Regions from separate parts of the Mus musculus genome. Here region 1 is linked to region 2. Evidence: chromatin contacts called from public promoter capture Hi-C data. All regions are on one chromosome and are shown on one strand. Each heading gives the region's core, a stretch centred on a gene start, on an enhancer-like site or on the middle of the called end of the contact. The rest is flanking DNA. Distances are from core to core; before and after follow the strand shown.

Region 1 (5,025 bases), core at 897-3,396, 110 kb before region 2:
TCCATGCATAAACTTAGCAAATTATTTCTACTATTGTCCATACATGTAAGCAATGCCACCCACCATTACTTTCCCATATCAAATACAGAAAAGCAGAACCCATCTGCTCTAGTGACTGCTTGAAGACTTCACTCCCAAAGAAAAGTTCTATACAACATTAAGCTATTGTACAAAATGGCATATATTTGTAACATGTAATTTCATATTTAAAGTCATCTATATTAGTTAGCAATATGAGATAGAACTTAAACATTGTTTTTGCCCTCACCTGTTTCTTAGCTAAAGAAACATAAGTGAATTAGAGACAGACAAGAGAAGAAAAATAAGATGAAAATGTAGTAATAGTCACATACATTGTTCCTGGGAAATATGTGACTAAACATTTTAAATACTTATAAACCTAGTAAACTATACCCCAGTGTCAGACTTTCATGGCATTGCGCTCTGAAGGACTAGAAGTAGAGCCCTGGCAGGCAGGCAGGCAGGAGACAAGAGCTCAATGTCCTTCTCATCTAAGCACTTCATCTCCCGTTGCTTCTCTCCAAGGCAAAGAATGGGATTTTTCCTGCCAGAAGATTCAAACCTGCCATGAGGGCTTCTGGGGTGAGAACAAATCAGTTTCCTCTCTTTGTATGGCTTATGTACTCCAATACAATAGCCTAAACTAGCCAATTCTGGGGCAGAAAGAGAGCCCATCCTACCTCAAAACATAGAAAAGTTTGGGCTCTGCCAGAAAAACTTGGAATCTGTCTTTGGAACCCTTTCTACATAGGGAGTCTGTCTCTTTGTGCACTTCTGCTTTTAATAAAACTTGGCGGAGTGCTAAGACCTTGCTTTTCCTGCTTTTTTATTCTTTAAATTGGCAGAGAAAAAGAATTCATTCTTATATCCTTAGATGATCTCAGCATGGTGGCCTCATGAGTATAACCCTTAATCCCATTCATAAGTTTAAACAAAAATAATCATAATTGTATGATTAACTGAGACTGGACCAGGGATGATCAGTTTATACTAACTGATATGAAAAAGCAATCAATAAGTTCTTGTTCCTTTCCTCTTTCTTTCTTTCTTTCTTTCTTTCTTTCTTTCTTTCTTTCTTTCTTTCTTTCTTTCTTTCTTTCTTTCTTTCTTTCTTCAATTGGGCACTACAAAGAGTTTAGGGCAGCCAAAGTTGAAGTTAAACTGAAGTAAAGTCAGCAAAGAATGTAACAAACCAAGGAGAAGAGATGGAGGGAGAACAGAAGTTACAAATAAACAAGAACTATGACAGAAGAGGGGAGGATAAAATTAACCTGCATCAACTGTATCTGAGGGCAAAGCCTGAAAAGGGATCAAATTTTGTTACCAATCAGATCACTTAAAAGTTAAGTGCATAGCCGAGACTTTCTCTGATTAAGTACGGTATTCGATACTCTCTGGGGCTTAGGACAATTTTATCACTTATAGAACCTAGACTGGCCTCTATTCTCATAAGCTAAAGAGCATAATTAAAATGAATGTATCTTTCATATCAGTGTTTGTATTTTCTCAAAATTTTAATTCATTTGACCTAAGTAGATATCTAAGTTCAACTTTTCAAATATCTGCACACTTCACGGCTCTCAGTCCTGAGTGACTTTCTGCAGCTTCAGACCCTCATTGACTCTTGGTGCTACTAACTTCTGCTTTTGTCCTTTGTTTTGTAGTGCTGAAGACTATACGCAAGCTCTCACACAGACCTGACATACTTTCTGAACTTTTCAAACTGATTTATAAGAATTTCTATGATTAGACAAAAAAAAAATCTTATCAAGCTAATGTCTTCAGCTGCATGTATGATAAATGCCAAATACAATCAAGCTGGATATTGTAGAAAGCTTGGCAGAAATAGTTTCATTATTATAAATAGCTTTACTGTGTTAGAGTTAAAACTTTTGCTTTTTATTTAGACAAAAAGGGGGAAATGTTACAGGATATTTGATCACACGGAACCCTGAGATTGTGTTATTTACTGGAAAAACCTGTTTTTAGTTGTGGTGTGTCTCAGCTCTAGCACATATTTGTAATCTAAGAGCTTTCTGCTTGACTATTGTAAACAGGATTAAATGAAGCCAGCCATAGGTCAAGGGGTGAGGCAAGTAACCAGTTAACAAGAAGTGAACCTGGGAGTAAGTGGAAGTCAGGAGGACAGATAGAGAGGTACACAGGAAGTAGAAGGAGAGTCATTGAGTTCAAGAGGTTTTGAGATGGCATGGGAGGAGAGAATGTTTGTGGGACACTGGATGAGGAGGAAGGTCAGCTGGGTGATTTCTCTGCCTTCCTGAGCTAGTGGACTTTCACCCCAGCATCTGGATCCTGAGTCTTGATTGGTAAAATCGAATGGTTGAGATTTTTTAAAAAAATATTTTTTTCTTTTTCACTGCTCATATAAAATTTTCCCAATTTACTTTTGATATTTTTTATTTGTTGAAATTAAAATTCTGCAATTGTGTTTGGTCATTATCACAAGAATTTTAACTGTAGAAGACACCAGGGATGCATCTCAATTTTTAAAAATAACACTAATAAACCATTTATACATTTCTTTCATAAATTGGCTACACAAAAAATGCACACAGAGGCCCTTAAATATAGAGGCATACTAATACCAGAAAAATGTTCATTGAATCCAAATACAAACCAATCACCTAAACTTCATATAGTTTTTTAGTTTACAAAGATTAAACATTCTCATTTGAAAGGCAAAATGCCAAGAGATTTAAATATAAAACTTTTATCTTAGTAAGATATTCAGTGTTGTACAAAATATAAACTGACTTAAAAAAAAGCAAAGCCAAAAAATTGTTTCTAAATAAAATTATTCATTTCATATATACATGGCCTTCCTTTTCTATATATTTTGAAAACAAATCTGATTTTAAAATGACTTTAGAACTGAGTACTTTCTTTTATAACAGTTATTATTTAACATCACACTAAAATATGCAGTATCTAATCTAACAAGAAACAAACAGAAGTCATCTCTTTGAGACTTTTGCTCCCAGTGAGCAGGTTATTCTGGGTGAGTTTACTAAGGAAGGAAAGCATAAGTAGGCACTGAGTATAGGACCCTACTGGATTCATAACTAGTAGTCATCTAACACTGGGCATTAAGGGTTAAAGGGAGAGTTTGGGAGACTTCAAAAAATTGTAAATTTTTTGTGCCCAATTTGATAATTCTTATAAATTAATATATCTGAGTCCATAAGGAAACTTGTAGTCTAAAAAAAACCATAAACATGAAGAATTATTAAAATATGAGAATAGCCTGAATCAATAAGTCCATGACTTAAGTCAATAAGTTATTTCCTGTAAATACATACTTGTAGGATGGCAGAAGAACTTATTGGCTAAAAGCCCACCCTCTTGGGTTGGAAAGACTGGCTCCTTTACTTACCAGTGTCTAACCTTGGACAGGCTACTTAATCTTTCTGTGCTTCAATTACCTCAGGTAACAATGCTATTCTCATATAAATATATGAGTAAAGTAAGGTAAGTCTATTATGCAGTTTACACACATTCATCCTCAAAATTAGCTATCATTACCTCTCTATCACTCGAGAAGTCTTAGAATACACAACACTTTTTTCTCATACATGCACCTATGAAAGTCAGAGATAGAGCGTAAAGGCATGTGCTGTATATTTGCATGAAATAGATTAATATAGAGCTTATTGTATAATGAGTATAAGAGGATCCTGGGAAGGAACAGAAACCTTCAGTCCTTCCAGATGTTAAATATTAGTAAAACCTGTCTGGAACTTCTAATAAAACAAGCCCACTACAAGAACCAATCCATACCAATCTAACTCAACCAAACCAAATAAACAAGCAAACATACAATAGCCTTCCAGTGACATGAGAACAGAACGATATGTTTACTATTCCAAACGGACTGTCCAGCTATCCAAAGAGCAGGTAATAGCCAGAGAAAGTAACTGTGAATTGAATGAGCCGAAATGATCAGAGTCCACATCATTCATGCTCTACATTTTTGTTTATCCTGAGTAGGCTATATTGCTCATCTGTTTGTTTTTATTTGGAGGTGGAGAGAAAGGAACCATATAGCATGCTATCATATTTCATTTTATAGGAAACGTACTAAGCTTATGCATCTAGTACATAGTAGTGGCATGACTCAAAAAAAATGTATGGATCTGATTGTAGCAGTACTAAAACACTAGTTTACACAACACATTGCCTTTTATGGCCACCCAAGAGCAAGAGGAGGAATTCCATTAGTTTATACACATAGGCTAGGAGAATTCAGATGATGTACTAATTTTAAAGAACTGGTCTTAAGAGAACTGTGTTCCAGCAATAAGCTTACCAGTAGTAATTGATAAAAAAGAGAATTAATATAAAATCAAATGCTAAAATAGAATGAACTAGCAGGGCAGTGGTGGCACCCATCTTTAATCCCAGCACTTGGGTGGTAAAGGCAGGCAGATCTCTTGAGTTCAGGGTCAGCCTGGTCTACAGAGTGAGTTCTGTAGACTCAAACAGCTAGAGAGAGAAAAACTGTGTAGAATTAAGAAAACAAAACAAAAAACAAAATAACCCGCCCCCAACAAACTCAGAACGAACTAGAAGTTAGTAGCATAATACACAAAATATTTAATTTTACTACAAATATGTCAGCTCCTTGTAAAATTACACTTTCTTTACTTTCCAGGGTGGCAGAGAGATGATGAGTCACATAAAGCTCGTGACATCAGAACAGAAAGATATGTTTACTATTCCAAACGGACTGTCCAGCTATCCAAAGAGCAGGTAATAGCCAGAGAAAGTAACTGAATTGAATGAGCTGAAATGATCAGAGTCCACATCATTCACGCTCTACATTTTACACTAACTGGTTCTCAGCGACCTCTAACTGGTTCTCAGCGACCTCTAACTGGTTCTCAGCAACCTCTAACTGGTTCTCAGCAACCTCTATCTGGTACTCAGCAACCTCTAACTGGTTCTCAGCGACCTCTAACTGGTTCTCAGCGACCTCTAACTGGT
Region 2 (4,887 bases), core at 54-2,553:
CTTTTAGGTTGCATGTCAGGTATTTACATTACAATTCATAACAGTAGCAAAATTATAGTTATGAAGTACCAAAGAAATAATTTTGTGATTAGGGGTCACTACAACATGAGCAACTGTGTTCAAGGGTCGCAGGCAGCATTAGGAAGACTGAGAATCACTCGTGCAGAGCATAAAATCACAATGCTTCTTATCTTGTTGAGAGCTTTAATACGGAGAGAGCCCAGTTGGGAGTTTGGAAGCGATTTGTGTGCTGTAATTATTAGAATAACATGGTTCAGAATTCTGTGGAGTTAGTCTGATTTCCACTGTTAATATACTGATACTCTTTTCCTGTACACTCTCATCTGGTAGTTGGGATTTTATTTATATTGTTTTGTATCCCATTTTCCATTCACATATGATACTTTGCATGTTAGTCCTGCCTTATATTTCTACTAGTATTCATTGTCGTATACTTGCTATTGTTTTGATCATAATATCCTACTATAAAGATTAGGCCTTTTTTTTTTTAAGTTCTAAATGGAACTCTGCTAGGTACACTTTGTCATGTTGGGTTTTTCCCTTGATACATCGAGAAACACTGATTTGAATTTAATACTGAAAATTTGGTGCACAGTAATTAGAAAGCAAAGCAAGCTTTAAATGGACATCGATATCATATATATTTTAAATTCATTGTATGTGAGTACCACTGAGGCCAGAAGAGGGCATTGGGAGCCCTGAAGCTGGAGTAACAGCTGGGTTGAGCCATCCAGAGCTGGTGCTGGAATTCAAACTCTAGGCTTCTGCAAGAGTGGTAAGTGCTGCTGAGCACTGAGCCATCTTTCCAGCCCTAATATTATATAATTTATATTAAAATGAAACACCTCACCAATTCATAACAGAAAATAAAAGTCATTTTACCTCTTTTATTTGAAGTTTATTTGAAGAGTCAGGATTTCTTGGACCTGTTTCTGAATTATTTTAATTTCTAACAGACCAGCCAAGAAAACTGGTAATTTCATGACTATCAAATGAAAAATTGAGTCTTTTTTTTTCAAGGAGGAAATTCTGGAATCCCAACTAGGAAGTATTTAATATTGAATTTCCAGTAATGAGTATGGACTATAAATCAAACCCAGATATTTTTAAACTGTACAGGGAACTGATGGATCATGAACTGAGCATTTCCGAGGGCTTGTAGATTTCTAGAAACGTTTCCTTTTGTGTAGAGCCAAACCCTAGAGTACATGGGATGCCACACCTAAAGGCGGACACCGCAGACCAGCCCAAGACAGGGAAGGGCTGGAGAACGGAGGGCCTGTGCCTAGCCATTGGCTCCAAAGAGAGCAGGCTCAGTCCTGCGCTCCTGCGTGGCGCATTTGCAGTCCAGCTCCACACCTTAGTGGGGTCCCTACAGCAAGGGTGACCATGAACCCTGAGAGTGCCCAGGGCCACGGAGCGAGGGCTCCGATGCTCCAGGCAGCCAGGGGCCTAAAGGCCAACCTGAGGGATGTAGCCACCAGACCCTGGAGGAGCCTGGCCAGGATGCCGAAGCCGGAGGTGCAGGACCCGGAGACAGCAGCTGCAGGACATGAGGGCTGTGAGTCCTGGGATGAGGTGTGATGGGCAGAGGGTGGGCTCAGGCCAAGAAACTAGAGGGACACTCACTGAAGCCTGGAAGGATACAGGTACCTGGCAACCCTCAGGATGTTCTCTAATGCTGCCCCTCGCCCCCTTACTGGCTGGTTTTTAGCTTTGAAGTTGTCACCACTGAGTGTTGATCCACACCCTATACTCTGGATGGGAGGGTCGTTTTTTTCTAAGCGGAGGAGGAGATTGTTTAAAGAAATGAGTAAGCCCTTGTCCAGATAAGGAAAGAATTCCTTGTGCCTTTGTCTTAAATCACGGTTTGCGCGCAGATTTATTTGTGTGACTTCAAGTCACTTAACCTTGTTGGGTTTAGGTTTCTAAAGCTTGGGGAATAGATCAGCTATGCCTCGGGAATAATAACACAAATTGAGCGAGGCTACACAGAGGAAGTCTTCAGGAGCGGAAAATAAAGGACTCGTGTATCTTCAGGGCACACTATGGGCTCGCGTAGGTGAACTCTTTCCTGAAGCCCCGGCCTTGGCAACTGTGTATCGTTTCCTTAATATAATGTGCAGTTACTTAGTTTCTTCCAGGACTATGTTCTAGGGCCTAGTACTTTCAAGAGATGTTTCAGGAGGACAAGGCAGCTCCTGGGTTTGTGGGGCTCGATTTCTGTTGTGGAGGAGGCTGACGGATCATGAACAAGGAAGTTACAGGGGTGACAATTTTAGGGAAAGGCCACCAAGTAAAGTGACCTGGGTGGCACCAGGGCACAGGAGGACTTTAGGTCAGGAGACAAGAGCATGTTTGGGCAGGCACTCAAATGAGAGGAAACAACCAGCCACGGGAGGTTCAGGTAGAAACTGAGACAAGCAAGAGTCAAGCGGATGCAGACGTGGAGTCCCTAAGATTAAAATGGCGAGAAGGCCCAGCCATTGAGGGTCGTGGTGAATGAAGCTGAGAGCTACTGAGACTGGAGAGGGTTAGACTTCAGATGGTGAATGTCTTCTAAGGGTTGAAAGCTCCACACTAGCTAAATCTTTTAGTGAGTGGGGTTAGTGATGTGTTTATAAAAAGATAAAGGAAAAGGGGGAATATGTCCTATGGAGGTGTGGTGAGGTATGGGGAAAGGGGATGTCTCAGCGGGTCCGTGCCAAGGCATCCCTTCCCCCTGAGGGACCAGGATGGTATAGTATAGAATAGAGTTTATTCAGGGCATGGGGAGGGGAGTTAAGAGGGTAGTAGAGGCAGAGAAAGGCGCGGGGGTGGGGGTGGGGGGGGTGGATAGAGGAGTAGAGGCCAGTCATGAGCATGTGGAGAGATGGGGGGGGGGGGGAATGGGGAGAGAGGCAGGAAGGGGTGAAGGGACAGAGAGGGAGCAAGAAGGCTAAAGAACAAGAGAACAAGAGATCAAGAGAGGGAGGAGGGGGCAAGCAGCCCCTTTTATAGTGGGTCAGACCTACCTGACTGTTGTCAGGTAACTGTGAGGAGGAACATACCTAGCTGTTGCCAGGTAACTGTGGGGTGGAGCTTAGAATGCTTACAGTTAGTGGAAGGAAGTTTTCATATTACTGAGAGACGACCTCAAAGAGGATTCCATGACAGATCCTATTCCTTTCTTCTAGCTTCTCCATACATATTCACTGTGCTCTCTTGTGCAACCACAGCCCAGCCACCCCACTCCCACCCCACCCCAAAAACCTGACCATGTGGCCATGGAATGAGACCTCCGAAAGCCAATTAGCCCTTTTCTCATTCTTTATCAGTTGTCTCGGGCATTTTGCTAACACTGGATAGTAGCTAGAACAAGCCCAGTCCCCCTAAGAAAGAAACATTTAAGAAACAAACTTGATATTGTATTTGTCTCAATTTCAGGCATTTAGATCAATGTGCATTGGTATGGCATTGGCAGTCTTAATTTGTGTTTGCCTCATGGTAGTGGTAACATTTTATCACTTTGGTCCCTCTTGTTCTCTTGAAGTCTTTTCTCTGTATTTAAATTGGGTTGTTGAACTTTGAGAGCTAAGTATTCTGGGCGTATTTCATTTGCCAGAAATATTCACAACCTCCATAACCTGCTCTGCAGCATATTTTGATCCTCGATGGTACTTCCCATAAGAGTGCAAGCTTTACATTTTGATGAAATACAGTTTATGAACTTCTTTTCATTTGCAGCCATACTGTTGTTGTGCATGTTAGAAATCTTGTTGGGGAAAAAAAAAAAAAAAAAAAAAAGCCGGGTGTAGTGGTGCACGCCTTTAATCCAGCGCTCAGGAGGCAGAGGCAGGTGGATTTCTGAGTTCGAGGCCAGCCTGGTCTACAAAGTGAGGTCCAGGACAGCCAGGGCTTTACAGAGAAACCCTGTCTCGAAAAACCAAAAAAAAAAAAAAAAAAAAAAAAAACCCCAAAAACCAAAACAAAACAAAAAAAATCTTGTTGAACCACAAACTATGAAAAATTTCTCATTTATTTTCTCCTAAAAGTTATAGTTTTGTGCTCTTCATTTACATAGATAGTCCATTTGTATATAAGATATAAAGTTTATATCAGGCTTCAATATGGTGCCCAAATATTTAAATACCATTTGTTGAAATAATTATCTACTCTCTGTTGTCAAAACTTACAAACATTTGTCAAAAAATAGCTGATATTTGTGAGTGCTTATTTTTAGGCTGTATATTTTATTCGGTCGGCGTATAGATCGTTAAACACCCTACTAATGTGATTTTGCACATAACTGTAAGGTTATTATACACTAAAATTAAGTCATGTGACTCTTCCAACATTGCTTCTCTTTTTCAAAATTGGCTTGGTCTCTCAAAATTGTCTTTGCCTTTATATATTTTTAATGAACTTGTTAATAGCTACACTATTGGAGGGGGTGGTTCGTTCTGGTGCTTTGATGGGGAATCTGCACGAGAACACTAAAGATCCTGTTCCCCAACTGGCTCTTGATTGATCACTAAAGATGCTATCAGCCAATGAGCTGGGCAGAATAGGTGAGACTTGCAGTTTCCTGCGTACATGCTAGAAGACACAGGAGAGGAAAAAGGTTTTGCTATGCTTCAGAGGGACCACCAGCTACCAGCCATGTGAGATCTAGTGTGGATTGGTCATTGGTTGCTTCCCTTACTGGGCCTGGGGTAGCAGGCAGGAGGTCAGAGAGGAAACTAAGGGCAGATTTAGGGGTTGAGCTGGAACTAAAGGTAACTGAGCAACTGAGCTGAGAGTGGAGAGGAGAACAGGATAGCCAAGAGAGACTTAGAAGAGTCCAGCCATTGAGCTAAGACATACAAAAATAAGTTAATGCGTGTG

The links. Promoter capture Hi-C pulls out the DNA fragments that hold promoters and counts their contacts.
Region 1: a promoter capture Hi-C map of the HPC-7 cell line shows a contact between it and region 2. The contact joins the enhancer-like site here to the promoter of Ankdd1b in region 2. A contact is called at or near these places in 10 of 39 promoter capture datasets (the C10 cell line, the HPC-7 cell line, embryonic stem cells and 5 more), 2 of 484 Hi-C or Micro-C datasets (ECoMG-derived neutrophils and trophoblast stem cells), 1 of 115 datasets of contacts at active chromatin or transcription factors (embryonic stem cells) and 4 of 9 other capture datasets (adipose tissue, liver, macrophages and 1 more).

What each region holds. Positions count from the first base shown.
Region 1 is chr13:96,575,937-96,580,961 of GRCm38.p6, reverse strand. All of the region lies in intron 3 of Cert1 (ceramide transporter 1), which reads right to left. Gm46436 (a long non-coding RNA gene) reads right to left here. Exons shown (of 2, transcript XR_001781022.2): 2 at 1-5,025. Among named protein-coding and RNA genes, the nearest start is that of Gm46436, 6.4 kb to the right of the region's middle. Within about 2 kb of position 2,146, at least 10 of the 459 cell types and tissues checked have an H3K27ac peak or open chromatin away from gene starts, as enhancers often do. A contact at or near this core is called in the HPC-7 cell line, where this site is marked.
Region 2 is chr13:96,467,635-96,472,521 of GRCm38.p6, reverse strand. Ankdd1b (ankyrin repeat and death domain containing 1B) reads left to right here and starts at 1,303. Exons shown (of 15, transcript NM_001369169.1): 1 at 1,303-1,582. The coding sequence starts at 1,411.